Linked DNA regions of Capsicum annuum: region 1 is linked to region 2. A link is a contact called in public Hi-C data. All regions are on one chromosome and are shown on one strand. Each heading gives the region's core, a stretch centred on a gene start, on an enhancer-like site or on the middle of the called end of the contact. The rest is flanking DNA. Distances are from core to core; before and after follow the strand shown.

Region 1 (5,228 bases), core at 1,060-3,559, 240 kb after region 2:
TGTCAATTCTACCCTCACAGTCTAAACTAAGACCATTTGACAACCATCAATGAACAATGTTTCTTGTTTCATTTTGGACAAAACTGAATTTGGGAATCCAGATAAATATACTGATCATAAAGTCAATGGTGTTTACAGAAAACATACTATCAAAACTTGAACAAACACAACTTCTCAATTCAGCTTTCGTTTTACACCTATTAGATGAAGCTATATGAACAAAAAGGAAAAGGAAAAAGACAGCAAAATGTTGTTCTTTTCCTTCCTTTTATGCTGGTGATCGGATATGTGGGGCATGGAAGCCACAGAAATGTATGTCTCTTACAATTTTTACCACCTTCCACCGTAATCAAATAAGATATCATGTACGAACACCAGGTAAAACTCAGTAAAAGATGCATTTTTAATGACAAAACAAGACCACAAGAAGCAGTTTTAGTTCATCTAAAGAAATACAAAATGCAGTAGACGTAATTACAACAGCAAGTAAAGGAATTACGGAAGTCCCAACCTATAACAAAAACAACTTTCACCTTCTTCTGCTTAGCCAAGCCTCTATCACTTTCCTGCAATAAACAAGATACAAATCAGATGATCAAGAAACAATATCAACTCATTTTTGCAACAATATAAGGTATGGTCACTTTATTGAGTCCCTTTCTTTCCTGAAACGCCGGAACCATACCACCTAAATCAATGGTTTAATTCATAAAAAAAAAAAGAAGAAGAAAAATACCCGCACGAGACAATATTAGCTTAATAGGCAAAACTCATAAAACAACCATCACATCAAAGATAGGATAATATGGCCGTGTTATACAAAACCAGGGCTATTATTAAACAAACTTTGAATATCTGAACTGGAAAAATTCATGCTGAACAAGACTATGAACCAGGACATGGCTTACCACGAAGAGTTCATGTGCACTTAGCAGTGCACCACATAGCATGTGAAGAATTATCACTAGAATCTATAAGGGAAGCCCCCAGAAATTGGATTTCCTGAGCGATCCCAAAAGTATGCTTCGCCTTCATATATGAATTAACTTTTTTTGTAAGATTACAAGTACGAATTGATCACAAGCCCCAAATGTTGTTGACTTCATAGTGAAACAATTCTAGTTTGAAAACATTCTCTTTATTTACATTAGCTTCTTTTTTTTTTTTTTTCAAATATCTAATCGAGGAATTCATTACTCTGAGTTATACAAAATTGATTAGGACAATATGTTCTACATGCTTCATGATCCCAAAGAAAAATCAAACCTTCACCAACATGTCAACCAATTACTTGAAAAACATAAAAGAAAGACTTGTAGAAATAAAATTAAGATGATCATGACTAACTATAAAAATAACAGACCAGTTCACAAAGCATTCCACATTCACGCTGGTCCAAAGGGCCACGCGCATGGGTTGTAATATAGACAATCTAGCCCGACACAACTATGAGTGGCTAATTCCACAAATCAAACTCGTGACTTGTGAATCAACCAGAATCAACTTTACTTGTTGCTCCAAGATTCCCTTTCGACATGAATAACTATAACTAAATCAACACCCCAGATATCGATTACATAGGAGAACACCAAAGAAACATATCTCACCTTGTGTGATTCCATCTTGGATTGCCCAAACAAAGAATATGTTTAGTTGGTCTATGTTCCTGCAATAGGCAGCAGTTAATCAATTTTTTTCCATTCCCTAAATGCTCTTATCAAGAAAAGCAACACAATAATGAAATTGATGACAACTTCTTACAGGTAAAATTATTTTAAAATAAAAATAAGAATGATCAACAGTTCCACTAGCTAAAGGCACCATACACATCATATCAATTGTTCAATGATCTATCTAAGACTAGGAGACAGCATAACATAGAACAAGGGCTCGTTTGGAACAAAAAATAAGATATAACTAATGCTGGAATTAAATTTAGCATGCACTTATTCTATATTTGGTTAAGATGATATAAAATGCACGAGAATAACTCATCTCGATATTAGTTATTCGGTATTCAAAGAATGAGAAGAAACAAACAAACAAACAAATTATGGAGATGTCTGCAAAGAAAAAAGTAGAAATTATGAGTGGTAAAATAAAGTACCTGATTTAGACAATAGTGCAAAGAATTTTAGGGAGTTGCAGTAAGTAGAACAGAACTATATATCACCATGATGTTGGAATAAAGACCCTGAACTATGGGAATAATTCTGAATTTATGATGTTATACGTGTCAGTTATTTTTGGATAAATTAAATTTCTTTGATTTTTCCATGAAAGGGAACACCTTTTTTGGCTGTCAAGAAAAAGAGATTCGTTTTTGGTGGGGAATTTGGAAAGTTCCAGGGTAATATAAGATGTGACGTGCCACTAATTGCTTGGTTAACAATTAACATGTCTAATTTCAAATGTTAATCACTTCATATGACTTTTTTTTCTAAAGTTTTATTATTCTAACAAGGGATCATTGCTAATTATTCCTTTTTAAAGTTAGAGCATAATTTGATTTAAAATTCTTACTTTATTTTTAATGAACTTTTTTTTTTTATAATCATGCAAGTATTTTAATTTTTTCATGATCATAAGTCCAAAAGTCTTATAACATTTAAAATCACTAATTTAAAAGAACTTTTAATGAGTTGTCAGATTTTGAATAAATTATTTTAATATTATAATATGTTTGTTTATAGTTGTATCCTTACAAACCTATCCATCAAAGCGTTTGGCGATTTATCAAAAACTTATACTAAATATTAGTGTTCTACCCCGAGTTATAAGACAAGTTCATTTTAGTGATTCGTTTAAAAGTGAATTTCATTTTTTGATGAAAATTCTTATGATCTTTTTAAAAATGTGATTAAAACTTGTAAATAGTGACATGTACGTCTCTGATTTAAGTGAAAAATAAGATAACATTAATCATATAATTGTCCTTCAAAATGACTAGAGCTTTAATATTTGGTCTTACAATCAAATTTATACCTAATGGCGCATGAGTTCAAGAAAACAAGATATAACTCGTACGATATTGCGATATAATCATACAAAATTATAGTACCTCACAAAAAGATAATTTGCCTTGTGATGGTAGAGGTTACGCAGATATTACCACTACCTCATGGAGGTATGAAGGCCGTTTTCGAAAGACTTAGGTTAGGCCAGAAATGCAAATGACCCAACAAAATAGCATTTGTGTGGGCTTGACTATTAGGCCATGTGGATTCGAACTCACAAGCCCAAACCCTTCTTTACCCGCTGGGGAGACCCGACCCGAATGCACCTGCAATTGCGGGCCCAAATTTCACCTTAAAGCACAAATTTCTTCTTCTATCAAATTAACCAAGCTTTTTTCCATCGGCGGCGAAAGCTTTTGCTCCATTTTCATCTCAATCTCCGGCAGCTTTTCCGGCGACTTATCGGCGATCGATTTTCAATAACTGATTTGTAAGATCCCCTATTTCTGTTTTTCCCCAAAAAACAAAACCCTAAAAAAGTTGGTCTTTTTTTTTTCTAGTTTGTTGTGAATTATCTTTCAATGTTTTTTTTTTGTGTGTTTTTGATTTGTTATTGTAATAATTAAGCTTTATTATAGCTAAATTTATGGTTTTCTGGGTTATTTTTACATGTTAATTTGTAGTTTAATGTGGTGTGGCTTAGTGGTCAATGGTTCAAATCCAAGCAGAGACAAAAATATTATTAGGGATTTCTTTTCTATCTATCCTAGCCTTGGTGGATGGATTTACCTGTTACCTGTTGCTCTGTGTGTGTGTGTTGGGGGGGGGGGGGGGGGGGGGGCAAAGTCTCCGGCGGAATTAGTTGAGGGGCGCGAAAGCTGGTCAGGACACCACCATCGTGAAAAAAGATATGTAGTTTAATGTGTTAATTTTTGCCGGTTGTTTTTGAGTGACTATTGGTAATCAATTTGTGGATATATTCAACGAATGGAACAAAGGGGATGTCAGGGTTCTGTCATGGACCAGGAGGTCTACGGGTTTGAGCCGTAGAAACAACCTCTTGCAGAAATGCAGGTACGCTGCATACAGTAGACCACATCTTGTGGTCTGGCCCTTCCTCAGATCCGTGCACAGCGGGAGCTTAGTGCACCGGGATGACCTTTTTAATATATATTGCGAAACGAAGTAGATAAAAATTTGAGTTATTTTCAAGCTTCAAAGCTAATGGCAACTATTTTTATAGGTTATAGTACCCTCTTTTGAATAGTTATAATCAGCTTTTAGATTGAAATTATATAGAAAAAAGAACAATCTTTTTGTTTACCAAAATCATTATTCAAGGATATGTTCACATTTCTTATCATATTTACATGGTGTTAGATTTAATTTTTCCTTTCAAAGTTAATGGCAACTATTTTTATAGGCTTTAGTACCATTTTTTTGAATAGGGTTAATCAACTTTTGGATTGAAAAGACTAAAGAATAAGAAAAAAAACAATTGTTTTTGTTTACCAAGGCCATTATTCAAGGATATGCTCACATTTCTTATCATATGTTACCATTGAATAGTTTTGAAGTATTTTTTCATTTGATTTGATTTCAATTTTCATCAGTGTTGTTGCTGTTACTCTCAATTTTTAGTTATCTGATATGGGAGATTTGAATGTTTGTATAGAGTAACCATCACTGGTTTGTGCCGCTAAATTTGTTTGTTTGTTTTTGGACCTCACCCAATGTGCCCACTTTACTGCTCAACTCTTGTGTCCCTCTTAGCATAACTGAGCGTAGATGCGAGTTTGCACTTGTTTTATCATCTAGATTGGATGCAGCATGGAAGTTGCAAAGAAAGCCGGGTAGAATAGTGAATTGTAATCAACAATTTTAATGTTCTCCTACAGTAATAGTATTTCCTTTGTTCTTCAATATGAACAACTACCTCCACAGATCACTGCCTTGAATTTAGCTTCTATGCTATTTGGTCAAATGGGGTACATGTGGAGATGCTGACATGTATACATGTGTCCATCGTTTACACGAGGACTTATAGACAAAGCACAAGGTCATTCCTTGTCCTTCCAGAATGCTGGTACATACACATTTTATTTTCATATTAGACTAAGTATGCTTTGAAGAGAAAGTTACCATTATGGGGTAGTTGGAGCTCCGCAGGATCTCTATTCCGAAATATTGTACATTTAGTAGATTTTTCTACTTGACTGTGGTATAGTGGTTTGACCCTTCTAAATGCACAGACATCGACTTTTCTGAGAT
Region 2 (5,621 bases), core at 2,166-4,665:
ATCTTCTACTTCTTATAAGAGATTAATTCAGGTTTAATCTGCACGTATTGCTGTATTTCCTTTTCTTGCCGAGCAACACACTATCTAAGCTATTACCTAACTGGGATCAAACTTTTCTTGTACTATTACTCATTTATCGTATTCAGAAAAGCAAGCTTTGTTTGTTCCACGAAATGTGCAAGTACAACAATGACACGATCCCAAACTAGTTGATGTCAGTTATACGAATCATCTACATCCATTGCTCTTATCTCATCCTGTTTCATTCCACATACATAAGAATCTATCTATCCCATTTTATATGACATCACTACTCTTTGAAGACTCAAACAAGTTTTTCTTTGACCTTTATTTTTTTCATAAACATTTTGAATTATCAACTACTATGACTTCTAGTACTTCTGACCATAATTTTGAAATGTAAAAAAGGGCAGCAGGGTGCACTAAGCTCCTAAGCACAGGGTTCGAGGAAGGTCCGGATCACAAGGGTCTATTGTACGCAGTCTTGCCCTGTATCCGCAAGAGGTCGTGAGTCCTAATTCACATTGAAAAATTAGGTAATTTGAACCTAGTACTCCGAGCTCCACCACATATAATGGGACCGAGTAAGTACAATTACGAAAATTCAAAAAATATGTCGGTCCTAATTCACACTCAAAATAGGTAGTTTAACCCTTGTACTCTTAAACACACATATAATGGGACGGAGTAAGTACAAGTATGAAAATTCCATACCTAATGTCTAACATCTCATTTCAAATTAGTTAATTTAACCCTCGTACTCTGAAAGACCAACCACATATAATGGGACATAGTAGTAAGTACAAGTACTCAAATTCCATACCTAAAGTACGCCATTTCGTTTCAAATTAGTCAATTTAACCCTCGGACTCTGAAACAATAGTAAGAAAAACAATACCTTTGCGTGGTGGACGTGGGAGAAGAGGAACCTGAACGGGGAGAAGGAGGAGGTAGAATAGCGCTACCACCGCCTTTTCCGGAAGTGACTCGTTGATACTGAGCCTGTGCTGATGGCAATGAACGACCACCAACTCTACTATTTTTCCTATAATGATTCTGTGATTCAGTTTTCTTCTGATCACCCTTACGCTGCATGTAACATATATAGACTGAATCCCTTTTTACACCTTCGTAGATCACATGCACACTAAAATCACCAACACCACAAAGAAAATTAGCAGTTAGTTGATCACGAAACAAATACGTAAACTATTCTATAAACAACAACAACATACTTAGTGAAATCCCACAAACAATAAACAGATTAGTACATAAACAACAATCAAAGAAATTTAATATAGTGCACGTAAATAATGTATGATGAAATCCATGCATTATATGTATATGTATGTACCTAGATTTTGATTTTGCATGTGTCAAGAAGAAGAACAGGGAAAATAGATCACTGTGCGTGTGTGTGTGTATTTTCTTGGTTATGCAATGTTACGGAACTGCAGAGTCAGGGAAAAAAAACTCTGAAAAATTAAAAAAAAAAAATTGTTAAAAATGAAATGCTTTGGGATCATGATATTGACTCTTTCTTTTTATTAAGTATTTTATAATATTTATTACAATGAATGACTTTTCATATTCTGATTTATTAACTTTATAAAAAGCAGTTTAAAAAGGAGGAACTATTTGAGCTATACATTAGGAGACTCCTTCAAACTATTTTTCCTAATTTTGGGATCACATAACTGAGCTTTTATTCAGATCAAACAAACAATAATTTACATCTTTGCTTAAGATTGTTAATTAATTTGTCACTTTAACTTATCATTAGCTATATAACAAGAGATTTTGGAATTTTACTTCCTTAATTTGGTCATGTTTGTAACTCAAGATTGACAGATTATAAAATATTTGGCGATAAAATTAATTAAGTGATTTAACAGAGTGAAAATATGTTTTAAAGTAACTTTGATTAATAAATAATAAAAATTTATCAACAAACACATATTTTGTATTAATGGTGTGGTGTAAACATTGAGTGCGCGTAAAATTTGACTTAATGAAAAGAGTTTTCCCCCTTTTTGGAAAGGGACTTAGAGTAACCGGTAAAGTTTTTGTCATGTGACCCAAAGGTTAGTGAAAACAGCTCCTTACAGAAATTTAAGGTGAGGCTATAGACCCTTGTGATCCGGACCCAATAGACCCTCGTGGTCCAGCCCTTCCCTTGAAGTAACTGGTAAAGTTGTTGTCATGTGATCAGGAGGTCACGGATTCAAGCCTTGAAAACAGCTTATTGCAGAAATATAAGGTAAAATTGGGTACAATAGACCCTTGTGATTCGGCCCTTCCCTTGGAGTAACTAGTAAAGTTGTCATGTGGCTGGCTAGGAGGTCACGAGTTCAAGCTGTAAAAACAACTCCCAGCAAAAATGTAAGGTGAGATTGAGTACAATAGACCCTTCTAATCCGGTCCTTCCCGGACCCTGCGCATAGCAGGAGCTTTAGCGCATCGATCTGCCCTTTATTTTCCCTTCTACCATAAACAAATTGCAAACCGCAGAAATTGTTTACTTGATGTGTCATTTAATTATGATCACTATTAATTAATAAAGTTTTCGCTTAATTATTTCGAAAATAAATTATGAAAACCATAAAATATAATGCAAAGCATATATAACAGGGATGAAGCAAATTTACTATCTACAACTTGAAACATATATACCAAGAGAACTGAGCCAAATACAATTGTGTTGAAGGATATGCTTCACAGATGAAGGAGCATGAGATTTTTTACATCTCTTGAAACAAAAAATGACTAGCAAAACAATGTTACAAGAACATCCTGTGGGTGATGAAAACTCCAATCTGCATTCTTCATTAACCAGGTGTGAATCTGCACATAGAACTGCATCAAAGTTAAAAATGTTAACAATAATAAAATCTTTCACGTCTAAAAACGCAGCATTCATGATGCTTTTATTCGGTATAAACAGCTCATTTGCAACGTGGTAGTGTTAAATGAAACTCATAGTAGCAGTGTCCTCCGGTACTTAATGATAGTAATAAAGGCAAGGCACTAGTTGCTAGTGAAGTGTTCAGATTCCTGGGATCATTCATCAGTATCAGTAACGAGGAAATAAATACAGTACTTGTGAATTCATCATTTAGAATCTTCAGAAAAATGCTTACTGATAGCACGGTAGTGTTCCTGTCATGAAGCACTCACAGAGGAATGGCTGCAAAAACTAGGCTCAGCTGTATCTCCAAACAAGTGTCCTTCGCAACCCAAAAAAAGCTCCAACTGATCTAACAAGAAAGAGATAAGAGTCATTTTCAAAGAGAGGCAGTTAACAGAATACACTAAATAAGTCTGGTTGCTTATTGTACCAGCAAACAAGAAGAAAACATACTAACCTAACAGCTCGGTTTTGAAGGTTAGTTACAAGAATTAAAGCATGTAGTTAGGCACCACACGTGGTGCACGAGATAGTTTTTCAAAAATATGACAGAGGCTCGCATGCTTAACCATGGATTCTAGTATGGTATCCTCTGACAAAGAACATGAAGGATCCATCTTGACTTCATTCCTAGACAAAATTACATCCGAATGATATTTTTTTCTGGTTTGCTGCTCGATCTTGTCAACCTCCCATTTTGATGTCACTGGACAGTATACATGCACAAATTTAGTCTGACCATTCCTGTAGGCTCGGCTGATGGCTTGCTGTTCTACTGAGGGATTCCAGAGAACATCAAGCATAACCACTCTTGATGCCCCTATAAGACTTATCCCTTCTGAACAGGCTTTTATTGATGCAAGCAGCACTTTTACATCACTCTTAGGGTCATTAAGAGAATTTATTGATATCTGCCGCTGCTTTACATCAAGTTTCCCATCCATGTAGAGAATTTCTTGTCCTAAAGTCCAGCCAAAGAGAGCACTGAGTTGCTCCTTGATCAGGTTTAGAGGATCAAGTAACTGGCTAAATATTATAACCCTCTCCTTCAAGCCCCCACAGAGTCTGATTAGTTCAACAACAAATTTCATTTTAACTCCATTATCTGGATCCAACCGACATTCTCTTTCTTTTAGCTGACTTTCTAAGTCAGAGAACTCCTTCTTCTTTGCCACTAATGAAGGATGGACAGAAATTAGAGACACCATATTTTGATCATAAAAGGAGCCTGGATTCTCTGGAATTCTTCTAAGCATCTCCTTCTGCAAATCTGTGGGCTTCAAGTGTATCACAACATCCCTTATACCTGGAAGGCTTACCTTCTTTACATTTTCACTGCATTTATGGACTAGAGGTGAAATCATATCCCTAAGCTCTTCCAATGCTCGGACATTCTTATCAACAAAACTGCTAAGAGAAGCCCATCTCTGCTCCAAATCTGCAGCAAACTTTGGACTAACTACGCATAGGGTGTTGTACAACTCTTTAATGTTATTCTGGAAGGGAGTTCCAGACAACAGTATGCGCTTCTCTGTTTCAACCTTATTCAAAGCTTTCCAGACGAGGCTCTGCTCATTTCGAGCAGTGTGCCCTTCTTCAAGGACCAGAAGACCGGGTAATTTTAGAAGTATATTTCTGGTCTCTTTGACATAACCATCCCCATCTTCTCCTGTGAGAATCCTGAACAAGTCGTAGCTAATTCCCAAAACACTCGTACTTTTAGCCCAGGATCTCAGCTTCACCATACGTATAAGCTGTGGATTGTTTTTTCCGGCATGGGATAAACAGTGGAAGACACTAATAGTGGCTTCATCTTCCTGGGACGAGAACTCTTTGCTGTTCAAGTTGTGGAAGGGAATGTCGACCTCCCATTTTTGGAACTCAGCTTCCCAGTTAAGAAGCAAATTTGATGGAGCGATGATTACAGGCCGACACTTTGGAAACTGCTTCAAAAATGCCTGAAGAAATACTATAGTGAGGCGGGTTTTTCCTGTGCCGGGTGGATGTGAGATTATGCATCCTCCCCTATTACCAGATATAGGCTCTTTCAGCTTCTCAAGATTCATATCTCCAACAATATTTCTCCACATGAACTCAAATCCTTCACGCTGATGAGGATACATTGTTGCTTTGGAACTGAGGGGAACTAAATCCCACACAGTTCCTTCCCCAAAAATAGCAGCATCAAGAATGGCAGAAGAATCATAAAATTTGAAGCTGTTAACATCCATAAGGGATGGCGACTCTCCAAAATATCTTTTTTCATGCCTCCCTCGGTTTCTCTCAGCCTTCAAGAATGTAAGAGGAAGAAAAATAATTAGAGAGCAGAGTTTATAAAATCAAATATAAGGATTGCAAAAGAACATGTAACCAGGCTATCAAGTATAAATAATAATTTAAGGACTAAGAAACCTCACAAAACTAAGTGACTGAACTAATTCCATTTACTGCTGTAAATTTCTAGCATGTCCATTTAACTGAAAGAGAAACCATTAGTCCGAAGCAAATTGTCAAAGTTTCCACATTCAAGAACTTATTACGAATCTCTGAGACATAGAACCAGCTGGATTCCCCCTATTCTTATCATGCACTATGTCAAGCATACTTCAGTTCTCAATTATCCTAACCATTAAAAACCATCAGTACTTCCAGCTTGGCATGGCAAAGATATAGAAAAAAACATGCATTTAGA

What was found. A called contact is a pair of places that touch in the nucleus more often than the background predicts.
Region 1: a Hi-C map of leaf shows a contact between it and region 2, with 3 times the contacts expected there. The contact joins the promoter of LOC107868716 here to the promoter of LOC107868670 in region 2. A contact is called at or near these places in 2 of 5 Hi-C or Micro-C datasets (leaf and placenta).

What each region holds. Positions count from the first base shown.
Region 1 is chr1:13,947,233-13,952,460 of UCD10Xv1.1, forward strand. LOC107868716 (UMP-CMP kinase 3) reads right to left here and starts at 2,310. Exons shown (of 8, transcript XM_016715377.2): 1 at 2,108-2,310; 2 at 1,608-1,666; 3 at 512-566. The coding sequence starts at 1,622. LOC107868726 (SUPPRESSOR OF ABI3-5) reads left to right here and starts at 3,306. Exons shown (of 16, transcript XM_016715389.2): 1 at 3,306-3,447.
Region 2 is chr1:13,702,557-13,708,177 of UCD10Xv1.1, forward strand. LOC107868670 (eukaryotic translation initiation factor 4G-like) reads right to left here and starts at 3,416. Exons shown (of 13, transcript XM_047394191.1): 1 at 3,387-3,416; 2 at 3,162-3,273; 3 at 1,376-2,865; 4 at 920-1,168. The coding sequence starts at 1,116. It overlaps LOC107868675 (SNF2 domain-containing protein CLASSY 3), which reads right to left and starts at 5,160. Exons shown (of 1, transcript XM_047409956.1): 1 at 3,421-5,160. The coding sequence starts at 5,160. The coding sequence ends at 3,421.